3 separate regions of the Mus musculus genome follow, and regions 2 and 3 are each linked to region 1. Evidence: chromatin contacts called from public HiChIP or PLAC-seq and promoter capture Hi-C data. All regions are on one chromosome and are shown on one strand. Each heading gives the region's core, a stretch centred on a gene start, on an enhancer-like site or on the middle of the called end of the contact. The rest is flanking DNA. Distances are from core to core; before and after follow the strand shown. Region 1 holds the start of Znrf3 (zinc and ring finger 3). Region 2 overlaps Kremen1 (kringle containing transmembrane protein 1). Region 3 overlaps Kremen1 (kringle containing transmembrane protein 1).

Region 1 (3,697 bases), core at 596-3,095:
TTTTTTAATATATTTTTTCTAGATTTATTTATTATTATATCTAAGTACACTGTAGCTGTCTTCACATGCATCAGAAGATGGCATTAAATCTCATTACGGGTGGTTGTGAGCCACCATGTGGTTGCTGGAATTTGAACTTCGGACCTTTGGAAGAGCAGTCGGGTGCTCTTACCCACTGAGCCATCTCACCAGCCCCGATTGAAACTCTACCATGTTAAAAATTCGATTTTATTGTATGGATAGACCATATTTGCATATTCATTCACCAGTTCATGACTTCATACTTCTAAGGATTGCAACGCTAGCTATGCATGGCTATAATAATTGCTTTCCCCTTAAAGACTGGACTGTGCCAGGTGTGGTGGCACACGCCTTTAATCCCAGCACTCGGGAGGCAGAGGCAGGCAGATTTCTGAGTTAGAGGCCAGCCTGGTCTACAAAGTGAGATCTAGGACAGCCAGGGCTACACAGAGAAACCCTGTCTCGAAAAGACAAACAAACAAAAAAAAAACAAAACAAAACAAAAAAAAAGACTGGACTGTGCCTTAGTGGGTAAAGTCACAATCCTTGGAAATGACAGTGCTCCCGAGCAGTCAGTACTGATTAAGCTTGGCTTGGGGGAAACTAATGACTCTAGCTTTGTCAGTTACCTTCTGTGCCAAAGCTTTGGGTGGTCCAAACACAGTAACACAGTTCTGTGAATTTCTTTTCAATTGTATTTTCTATTCAACACATTGGCAAAACATTCCTTTTCAGTTTAAACTGTAACCTCGATGCGCTGATTACTCAAGGAAACACTCAATGACTTTTCTTTTTGTCTTAATATTTTGGGTGTGGTAGCAAGTAGAAGCAGATCACCCTAACCAAATATTTGCAAATATTTAAACAAAGCCATTCAGGTCAGGGAGGGAAGACGACTGAGGAAGTAGAAATTGAATGTGGCTTTTAAAGGAGGATTGTGAGTCTCATAGATTTGCTGAGAAAGGAAAAATCCTGTTCCAAAAAGGGGAAGAGAATTAAAAGTTTATCTTCTGGGTGACTGGGGACGTCTGGGTTCGGAGCACGTGTCTTTGGTATGTTTGGCAACCAGAAGTCTGTGCATTAAGCGTGTTGACTCTTCCGCCCTTCTGCACATGGTGAGATTTGAAGGGAGTGTTGGAGACGGTCTCCAGGGCTGCGGAAAGATGAACTCCATTAGAATCTAGATAACTTCTTCAAGTTCTCCGCCACCTGTCCTCACTCCTTTAGTTGAGGGTAACTGTCTATGTGACACCCACGTAAGAACTGGACGTGTCCCGGCGGGTTGCAAACTGCCACTGACCGCCCGGGGCCTTTCGCGGTCCCTGGAGGTGGTAGGGCGCGAGCACCGAGTGCGGGTGGCCAGCAGTGCCGGAGCTGCGGATGAAGCATCCTTGGACGGAAGGACGAGGCCTTTGACGCCCCAATGACTCTAATTGCGGCACCAAAGCAGGGTGCGCCGAGGGGGCGAAACCGCCCGGGAACAGGTTGAGGATCTTACTCTCCCCGTACTCCAGCAACTGCCAAGAGAAATGTCTGCCGCGGAGGGCGGAGTACAGACCAGGGGGCGTGGCTAAGAGGAAGGGGCGTGACCGAAAAAGACTACCTGGGCGGAGCAAGGGTGGAGGGGCGTGGCTAAGAACGGAGTCGGGGCGGGACTCAGTCGATTGGGCGGGGCGGGCGAGGCCTCTGGGCCCCGCCTCTCGCCGCAGGCGCGCCCGCCCCGCCTACCCGCTCCCCTCGGAGGTGGCCGCGGCCGAGCGCGGGGAGGGAGGGGAGAGCGGGTCACGACGCTGCGGGGGCGGGGATAACCCCTCACGTGGAGCAGATGAAAGGGCCGCGGCGCGACGGCCGGGGGAGCGGAGCAGAGCCTGCGACCCACAAAGCCGCCGCCGCCGCGATGGTGCTGTGAGGCGACCGCCCGCGCTCGGTCCTCCGCCGGCCCGCGACTATGCCCGGCCGCGCCCGCCCTCCGCGCCCTCCCGCCGCAGGACCATGAGGCCACGCTCGGGCGGGCGCCCAGGGGCCCCGGGCCGCCGCCGCCGCCGCCTCCGCCGCGGCCCCCGCGGTCGTCGCCTGCCGCCGCCGCCGCCGCTGCCGCTGCTTCTCGGGCTGCTGCTGGCGGCCGCGGGGCCCGGCGCGGCGCGGGCCAAGGAGACGGCGTTCGTGGAGGTGGTGCTGTTCGAGTCGAGCCCGAGCGGCGACTATACCACCCACACCACCGGCCTCACGGGCCGCTTCTCGCGGGCCGGGGCCATGCTCAGCGCCGAGGGCGAGATCGTGCAGGTAGCCACCCGGGCCCCGCGCTCCGCCGCCACAAGATGGCTCCGGGGGCTGCGCCCGCCGACCCCGCCGCGGGCTAGCGGGCGGGCGGGCGGGGGGGAGGCGCGGAGCCCGGCGGCATCCCTCCCAGGCGGGCGGGACGGGGCCTCCGGGGCACGGCGGCTGAGGCGAGCGCACGTGGGGGCTCGGCCTCCGGTGGGTGCACCGCGCCGGGGTGGGGGTGGGGACGCTGAGCTGGGCATGGGCGCCTGGGCGGCACTCTTGAGTTGGCGGGACGTTTTTCTCCCTCAGGTGAAAGTCCCGGGAACTACCTGTTGAATGCCAACTTTGCAAAGGCGAGACAAGTTGAAGGATGGAGCGACTTCTTAGAGGTCGCAGGCTTTGCTTTTCCATCCACGTTTGCTCCGTTTTCGGAGCGACCCAGTTGCCGGGGTGCACATCTTCAGGTTATTTTTGCTGAAATCTACTGGCAGCCTTACCTAGACACCAACCCTCTGGCAGGGCTCTGGACGGGCAGCAGCAGGAAGGGAGCAGGCGGAGCTGGCTGAGGAGTGGGAATTGGCAGAGCACTGTCGTGGCCGTGCCTCAGATTACAGGGGATGAGAAAGACCGCAGGCTCGCCCCTGGGTCAAGGACTAATACCGAAGAGGCCTGCAAACCCGAGCCAGGGTCTCTCACTGACAGGGCCTCCACCTTGCTCCAAATGAAAGAGGGCTGCGTCCCAAAGGAGGCTGGCTAGGGAGAGCTTTGAGCTGTCCCCAGTCTTTGAGGAGGGACTCTCAGTCGAAGCCTCAGCGGATGGATAGCTGCATAGATTTCCCGCTCCCTCGACGATGGTTTTTATCCACTACCATGTTCCAGGGCAGCGCACTTATGGTTGTTAGGCGCACCTCTGGTAGGAGTGATCTGATACGGTTGGCTCGTCTTTGAATCTTTTGGAACTTTAGAGGCCTATAGTTTGGATCTCCGGTGCTTTGCTCTTGGGTGAATTATGAAGAGAAAAGGGACTGTGTGGGATGACTTCAGAGCAGCTCCGAGTGTAGACAGGAGGGTGAAGCTGCACGCAGAGCTTTGAGTTGATGGGACACGGGCCAATACGGTGTAGCTCCTTAAAGGTGTGTGTCTTTCCAAAGCTGGAGGAGGACCCTATGGCTGTGATTAGAAAGCATTGTTTTGTGGTGCTCTTATTCTTATCTATAGAAAGCGAAATACATGTTTGACCAATTTCTGTGACTACAGATGTTGCTAACGGTGCTGTTCTCCCCCCCCCCATGTTATTGTTACTGTCATTAATATACAAGCTTTAGAGAGGATGCTTGGCTGAAGATACCTAAACAACTCTATTGCAGGCTTTAAGAAGAGTTTGAATTTTAAGTCTTGCTTCTTGTGAGTCCTT
Region 2 (3,697 bases), core at 410-2,909, 230 kb after region 1:
TCAGCCCCATTTTTTTTTCTTTTTTCTTTCTTTTGGTTTTTTTTGAGACAGGGTTTCTCTGTGTAGCCCTGGCTGTCCTGGAACTCACTTTGTAGACCAGGCTGGCCTCGAACTCAGAAATCCACCTGCCTCTGCCTCCCAAGTGCTGGGATTAAAGGTGTGCACCATCAACGCCTGGCTCCAATTTTTTCTTTATGATTGAGTAAAACTCAGTTGTCTTTGTATCACATTTTTTAATCATTCATTTGTTAACGGGTAATTAGACTGATTCTACAAAAACCGCCTATATACTCTGTACTAAGTTGACTTGGGTTCCCTTGGTGTGTTTAGAGTGATCTTGTTCGATTTTTTAAAAGATATTTTTATTTTATGTGTCTGTGCCTGCATGTATGTATGTATGTATGTATGTATGTATGTATGTATGTATACCATGTGATGTCTGATGTCTGCAGAGGCCAGAATAAGGCATCTGGAGTCCCTGGAATTGGAGTTACAGAAATGTCTTGAGCCAGTGTTATAGATGCCAGGAGTCCAACCTGTGTCCAACGGGAGAGGAGCCAGTGCTCTTGTCCTTGGAACCTTCTCTCCAGCCCCTTTGTTAGTTTGTTTCCTTATTTATTTGTTTACTTTTGAAACATCCAAATGTATTGTGAGGCCCAGATTGGCCTCAAATTTACCACTCCTACTTTAACCTCAAATCCCGGGGCTGTGTGCCTGTGCTTTCCACTCGAGCTCCCCCAGTCTCCTGGAACCATTTAAATCTGATCGCTTCACTTTTGGGGGATGGGAGGGGGTAGCAGATGCCACAGCATACATGTGAAGACCAAAAAACACCTTTTAGGAGTTGGTTCTCTCTACCATGTGAGTTCCACAGATCAAACCAAGGTCACCAAGCAAGCAACTTTAACCCTGAGACACTGCCAGCCTGCTTCGCCCATCTGTCTGTCTGTCTGTCTGTCTGTCTGTCTTTCTCTCTATCTCTCTTTAACAAGCTAGGCCTTGACTGCTTTTGCACACTAAGCTATGAACTCATGAGGACCAGCTCCAGAAGTCCAGGCCCCTCCCCAGTAGTTCGCGTGAAACGTGCTCCTCCGGCGGAGCTGGCCGGTGCTCTGGGGAACACGGGCCTTCTCCTTGGCATCCTTTTCTCTGACAGGTTTTTCCATCACCAGTTTTAGGAAACTACCTTGGCTCTCGGTGCCTAACATGTTCCATGTGCACATTACTTCTCTTGGCGAAGCGTGCCTTCACCTGCTTGTTTACAGGGATGCCTGTGGTGTGCTGAATGAGGTTAAAGACACTTCCGGTTGTGCTGTGGTAACAGTGTTCATTCCCTCGATGCCCACAGTATCAGTCTTCTTGTAGATTTGCATGTACGTGGCCAAAGGAATCCCTCCGGGTTTCCTACCAGGGTTCCTCTGTTCTTTCCCTCTGGGTGTGTCATTAACTGAGTTACTGGAAGATGGGTGCTATGGGACAGAAGCAAAGCCACCTTCTCTATTCTAAGACATTGTTCCTGCTTCTTTTCAGTACTAAATTCTCCCGACACGGAGAAAGTAAGCTGGGGATCTGTGTGCCACATTTCCTTGCAGATGGTGTAGAGAACACTACCAGAGGGTCCGCTTAGAGCTTGTTGTCATTTGCCTGTGTTGTAACTCAGGGTGTAAACACTGTGGGCAGAGCACACCTGGCACAGACCGCATTTCCTTCTTAGTGTTTCCCAGCCAGATGTTGTGAAATTCTTCTGTTTTGTTTGTCTCTAGTGCCTGGAAACCTTGGCTGCTACAAGGATCATGGAAACCCACCTCCTCTCACGGGCACCAGTAAAACCTCTAACAAGCTCACCATACAAACCTGTATCAGCTTCTGTCGGAGTCAGAGATTCAAGGTACCAGCTCCACAGCGTACAACTCTAGAAAAGATAACGATAAATTCCAGCAGCCCACTTGTCAGGTCACATGGAAAGAGTAGGCTGGGGAGTTGGAGCACAGGCAGCATTCATGTAAAGATGGGGAGAGGGGTCCCCGGTAGCCTCCTCTCAGCCCTTGTCTGTTATGATCAGGGATGCTAATGACTCCTTAGAGTCAAGCCAAGGCGGTGGGTCCCTTCTGTGGCAAACTACCATGCCTTACCTCTTTTCCAAATGTTCTTTTCTTCTTCTTCCTTCCTTCCTCTCTCTCTCTCTCTCTCTCTCTCTCTCTCTCTCTCTCTCTCTCTCTCTCTCTCTTTCTTTCTCTAAAATGTATTTCCCAATCACTAAGGGTCAGTAGTGCTGTTTTGTATTAAATTAGACAGAAGATCCCGCCCTCTCTCCTTTTTTTTTCTCCCTTTCCTTAACCAAGTCAGTCTAAAAGCCATTAATTAAGCCCAAGACAGAAGGATACCATACTCATGTGAGGAAGGCAGATAAGCGAGGCAGTGGACCCCATGGCCCTGCGGTTTGTTGCTTGTGCAGAGCGTGAGTATGTACTGAGTGTTTCAGAGCCGGCATGCTCTGGCTGCTGGAGAAGGGACATGCAAATGTGGAAGCTGGGGAACCTGAAAGGAAGTCCAGAGAGTGGTGGAGGAAGCAGGTAGATAGTAATGTTATATGACTGTGCAATGGCTGTGTGTGCACACACATACACTTCATCACTATCCTTGCCACACACTGATAACGGGGAGTCTAGCCAGCACTCAGGTCTCCACCAGAAAGCAGCTCTGTTGGGAAATTACCCATTCTGTGTTCAAAGCACAAGATGTGTTCATAACATCTTGTGTAGGACAGAAACAGTACAGATTCATCAACTGGATGAAGCTGCCTTGAAAGGGGTTCCATGACCTAAATCTGACAGCTTTAAGCTTCAGAGAGTGATAGTAACAGATGCATCTTATTGACTAAGATGAGAGCACCCCACACCACTCCCAGTGGTGGCCGAGTGAGAAGAGAAACATTGGTGATTAGGAAATGCAGACTTGTAAGAATAGAAGGAATGGTAGGATCGTTACCATATGACAGCCCTCATAGTGTGATTCACAAAATGAACATCAAGGTCTGCAAATATCTCAGATCTTCACTTACTGTTTCCATAAAAGTGTACCTAACCTTAAGAACCACCCACAATGACCGGGCTATTGACTGAATGAATGTTATTGCACACCTTTAATTCCAACACGTTGGGAGGCAGAGACAGGTGGATCTCTGTGAGTTTCAGGCCAGGCCAGCCTGGTCTATATAGTGAGTTATAGGCCAATCACAGCTACATAATGAGACTATGAGACCGTGTTTCAAAATACAACAAACAAACATGTGTATCTCTGTGTGTGTCTGTGTGTGTGTGTCTGTGTGTGTAGACAGGATCTCATATAGTCCAGGTTGACCTTGAACTCTTGGTTCTCCTGCCTTCCCTGCCCACGGGTTGGGATTATAAGCATGCACTGCAGAGCCAGGCTGTAATTGCAAGTATCTAGTCAAGGATACCTGTAGCTAATCCCCTCTTCAGTTGTGAAGTAGCCCATGCCTCCTAACTAGTGTCATAAGCAGACAGTAATGCCCACTCTCTCCTCATTGGCCTAGAGGGTCTTGCTAAAGAAATGGTTTTTGAAAAAAGAAATAGGGTAAATATATTAGAAAGTAAGGATTTTTTACTTTATAGAATATTCTAAGGAACCTATGGAAAAAGGGCTAGAATCAGTGAATAAATTGAACAAGGTTGTA
Region 3 (3,697 bases), core at 695-3,194, 200 kb after region 1:
GAGACAGGTTTTCACTATAGAGCTCTGACTAACCTGGAATGTTCTATGTAAACCTGTATTAAACTCTCAGAAGTTCAACTTTGACAGCTAGCTTCAAACTCTTCTATCTGCTACTGCCTGAGAAGTGCTGGGATTAAAAGTGTACACCATCATACCCAGCTCTGCAATATAATGTTTTGTTTGGTGCATAAGATTAGATAGGGCAAAACTATCTTAACATAGCAATTACAATTGTAGCAGTTGACAGAGGTTGGTGTGATAGTCTTAGAATCAGCCACTCCGTGCAGCCTTTGCTCTAGCCTCTTAGGACCCACGGTGCAGATACTTGTTTGTGTGTCATTGAACATCCTTCATATGCTCTGGTCATCCTTAGACCATTTAGAACACCCAAACTATTACAATGTGTGAATAGCTGTCAGCTCATACCATTCAGGGGGTGATGTCTAGGAAGATGCCAGTGTGTGTGTGCAGTTGGCTGACCCTGTGTTCAGTGTGTGCATCCTGGATTTAGGGCTGTGTATGTATGTGTGTATGATAGTGAGTACTGTGGACAGATGAAGGGGGCAGGGGTGGGCAGAGATGGGAAGGGGATTCTGAGGGGCAATGTTTATCTTGCAACTGGAAATATTAGAGGAAGAACATTTGGGCAGGAAATGGAAAAGTATGTTCCCAGGATTAAGAGCAGACCAGCGTGGCTTGACCGCGATGAGTAACTAGGGGCAGAGCCAGGCTTCCAGCCCAGAGGCTCTCAGACGCCCATAGGACAAACCTTAGAGTTCTGGGGGGGGGGGGGGCTGTAGAGCAGAAGAGGAAAGGGAGCCCTGAACTGCTCTCTCGCGGTCAGTGGGTCCAAAACAGAGGTGAAGGAGAGGAAGGGTGCTTCCACTGGAGTCCTGGGTGTGGTCGAGTGCTCTGGCTGCCTCCTGGGTAAAGAGGAGTGTGCTAAATCAGTATGGCTGGCATACATGTGAACACTGTAAACTGATGTGCCTGATGTTGACTTGACCAAGGCCGCAGAGCCTGTCAGCAGCAATCAAACAACAAGCCAACACTGAGCCTTTAGTTGGTATCTGCCAATCTATGCTGAGTCGATGTGCCCAGTTATCTTTGAGCTTTTTCTTAATGTAGACCCCTAGTAGACAATCCTCTTGGTAATTGAGGACTCACACTTACTAACTAGTATTGCACCAGGCATGGTAAGTTGCTATGGTTTCCTGTCTCCTAGAATTCTAGATTAGTTGAGCTGTCCATAAACGGTGCCATTCCAGACCAAACACAGAGAGCAGCTGGTAGGAGGAAGGCGTGACTGGAAGAGAGCCGCTTTGTGGACGGTTTCTCTAAGCAGTCAGATGGCTTTCAGGATAGAGCTGTGTTCCTGTTGTCCACATGCCTATTAGTCTAGAGCAGGCACATGCACTTTCCAGCGGGAGACTACACCACGTCCTTATTACCGGAAGTTATAGGTCACTGTGAGCTAGGAGAAGGAAAGAGGGAGAGCTGAGCATGTTGGTGTGACTCCCCAGACTGTCAGGGTCCCAGTGATACATCTTAGAGAAGTGTTTGAAGTGCTTCTATCTGTCAGTTTTAACTAAGCTAATTTTAAAAAATCGCTCTTTGTACTCCGCCTTTCCCATGAACCTCTGTGAGTTTAATGCATACAAGATGTGGGAAGCCTGTCAGCCTCAGCCCCACCCCCAGTCTGAGAAGTGGATTTTAGAAGTACATGATTGCACCTGCAAGGACTGTCATTTCATAAAATGGGACCTGAGACCATTTTGACACATTTTCTAGGAAAGCACTTCAGGGGGAGGTGAGAGAAAGTGCCACCCCCGTCCTCCGTTGCCCCTGTTTTCTTGCACGTCAGACTGCGCAGGGAGGACTGACTGTTCCTCATTCCCAGGGAGTGTGAGTCATCCCCGATTTGTGTGATTGGGATTCCAAAGCGTTGCTGTGTCCGATGCTTATTAAATCCAAGTGGCCTCGCAGCCTTTCCGACTGTAGGGGAGCTCTCAGTTACAGCTGCTGCCCTGGTTCTAGTTACCGCAGGGAGATGCTGGCGAGCGCAGGGGCCCCCTCGGAGGGCCCCCAAAGTCCACGCGCATGGCTGTTAGCAACTATCTAGATTTGAAGGTTTCCTGGCTCACGTCGTGGACTTCAGCACACCAGCTCTGTGATTATCTCTTCACTGGGACCTGCACACTTCAAGGGGAAATGTCCCAGTGCCCCAACAAGCTGGTGCCAAGAGTGCCAGTGTTACAGGGCACCTTTTTGCAGATTCAGTCAGCCCAGCAGGCCGCCCAAGATCTAGCAAAACATGATCCATTTCTAGCTTGATCCAAACAAAACAAATAAAACATTCACCAGAGAGGGAGGAAACTATAAATGTTGCCAGAAAATGAGTATGCTGTTCTCCTCCTTCCAGAGTGCTTCACAGCCAACGGTGCAGATTACAGGGGAACACAGAGCTGGACAGCGCTGCAAGGTGGGAAGCCATGTCTGTTCTGGAACGAGACTTTCCAGCATCCGTACAACACGCTGAAGTACCCCAACGGGGAAGGAGGACTGGGCGAGCACAATTATTGCAGGTAAGATGGGGCCATAGCGCTTCAAGATGATCTCTCATCTCCTCTTCCAGCCTTTCGCACAACTGGAATGCTTGCTTACCTCCTGTTGGCCAACTCAGAGAACCATATCATTGTTTGTTTGTTTGTTTGTTTGTGTTTGTTTGTTTGTTTGTTTTTGTTTTTTTGGTTTTTTTTTTTTTTGAGACAGGGTTCTCTGTGTATCTCTGGCTGTCCTGGAACTCACTCTGTAGACCAGGCTGGCCTCGAACTCAGAAATCCACCTGCCTCTGCCTCCCAAGTGCTGAGAATAAAGGCGTGCGCCACCACTGCCCGGCCATATCAGTTTTTAAGATGAACTAATCCGAGCCAGAGAGATGGCTCAACAGTTAAGAGCACTTAGCACTCTTCCAGAGGACCCAGGTTCAGTTGCCAGCACCCACATGGGAGCTCAGAACATCTGTAACTCCGGTTCTGGGGTATCAGACACCTTCTTCTGACCTCTCCAGACACTGCACATGGTACACAGATAAACATACAGTGAAGCACGCACAAGAAATAAAAGTAAATAAAAATGAATTCATGTCTTTTTTTTCTCTCTTCCTCTCTCATTTTTCTCCACCTTAGTTTGCTTTATGCTGGCATTCACAGCAGTGCCTTCTCTGGTCACTCTCTTGTCTCTTTGGGAGGATTTTTTCAGGTGATCCTCCCACCAGTGGGCATTTCATGGGCATCAAAGCTGCTGCTACTGATATTCAGACCATCTGGGACCCATGTTCCTTAGGCTGTACCAGAACTCCTGGATTCGAGTAGCTCTCCTCATAAGCATATCAAGCGCTGGACTACAGACGTGGCCACTGTTTGGCTCCCCAGAAAGCCCTAACCTAGCTCTGTGGTCTTCAGATGTAGAGTTAGGATTTTCTGTGGAAGGTGAGCCGCAGCTTTGATCAGGTTCTCGGTTTTCTCCGATTAAAGACAAGGTGAGAATCACTGGCGGCCAGTGAGATGGCCAGTGGTTTACAGTTGGCACCCCAAGAACCCAGGTGAATGCTGGACTGCCCTGAGAGCCCACTGCCGTGCTAGTGCTCAGAAGGCAAAGGTGAAATTCCAGGAGCTGGCTGCCTAGCTAGCCATAT

Evidence for each region. Promoter capture Hi-C pulls out the DNA fragments that hold promoters and counts their contacts. HiChIP or PLAC-seq counts read pairs in DNA pulled down with a chosen protein or histone mark.
Region 2: a promoter capture Hi-C map of the HPC-7 cell line shows a contact between it and region 1, with 4 times the contacts expected there. The contact joins the enhancer-like site here to the promoter of Znrf3 in region 1. A contact is called at or near these places in 11 of 39 promoter capture datasets (the 3T3-L1 cell line, 3T3-L1-derived adipocytes, the C10 cell line and 6 more), 1 of 15 datasets of contacts at CTCF or cohesin (large pre-B cells), 5 of 115 datasets of contacts at active chromatin or transcription factors (effector CD8 T cells, embryonic forebrain, embryonic stem cells and 1 more) and 1 of 9 other capture datasets (liver).
Region 3: an HNF4G HiChIP or PLAC-seq map of pancreatic cancer cells shows a contact between it and region 1. The contact joins the enhancer-like site here to the promoter of Znrf3 in region 1. A contact is called at or near these places in 12 of 39 promoter capture datasets (the C10 cell line, the HPC-7 cell line, cranial neural crest and 7 more), 3 of 484 Hi-C or Micro-C datasets (bone marrow-derived macrophages, erythroid progenitors and uterus), 13 of 115 datasets of contacts at active chromatin or transcription factors (the NIH/3T3 cell line, the SCID.adh cell line, T-cell acute lymphoblastic leukemia and 9 more) and 2 of 9 other capture datasets (adipose tissue and embryonic stem cells).

What each region holds. Positions count from the first base shown.
Region 1 is chr11:5,442,995-5,446,691 of GRCm38.p6, reverse strand. Znrf3 (zinc and ring finger 3) reads left to right here and starts at 1,845. Exons shown (of 9, transcript NM_001080924.2): 1 at 1,845-2,304. The coding sequence starts at 2,014.
Region 2 is chr11:5,213,598-5,217,294 of GRCm38.p6, reverse strand. Kremen1 (kringle containing transmembrane protein 1) reads left to right here. Exons shown (of 9, transcript NM_032396.3): 4 at 1,764-1,888. Among named protein-coding and RNA genes, the nearest start is that of Gm25142, 36 kb to the left of the region's middle. Within about 2 kb of position 1,659, at least 45 of the 459 cell types and tissues checked have an H3K27ac peak or open chromatin away from gene starts, as enhancers often do. A contact at or near this core is called in the HPC-7 cell line, where this site is marked.
Region 3 is chr11:5,242,663-5,246,359 of GRCm38.p6, reverse strand. It overlaps Kremen1 (kringle containing transmembrane protein 1), which reads left to right. Exons shown (of 9, transcript NM_032396.3): 2 at 2,423-2,585. Among named protein-coding and RNA genes, the nearest start is that of Gm25142, 7.3 kb to the left of the region's middle. Within about 2 kb of position 1,944, at least 163 of the 459 cell types and tissues checked have an H3K27ac peak or open chromatin away from gene starts, as enhancers often do. A contact at or near this core is called in the NIH/3T3 cell line, the SCID.adh cell line, T-cell acute lymphoblastic leukemia and 5 more, where this site is marked.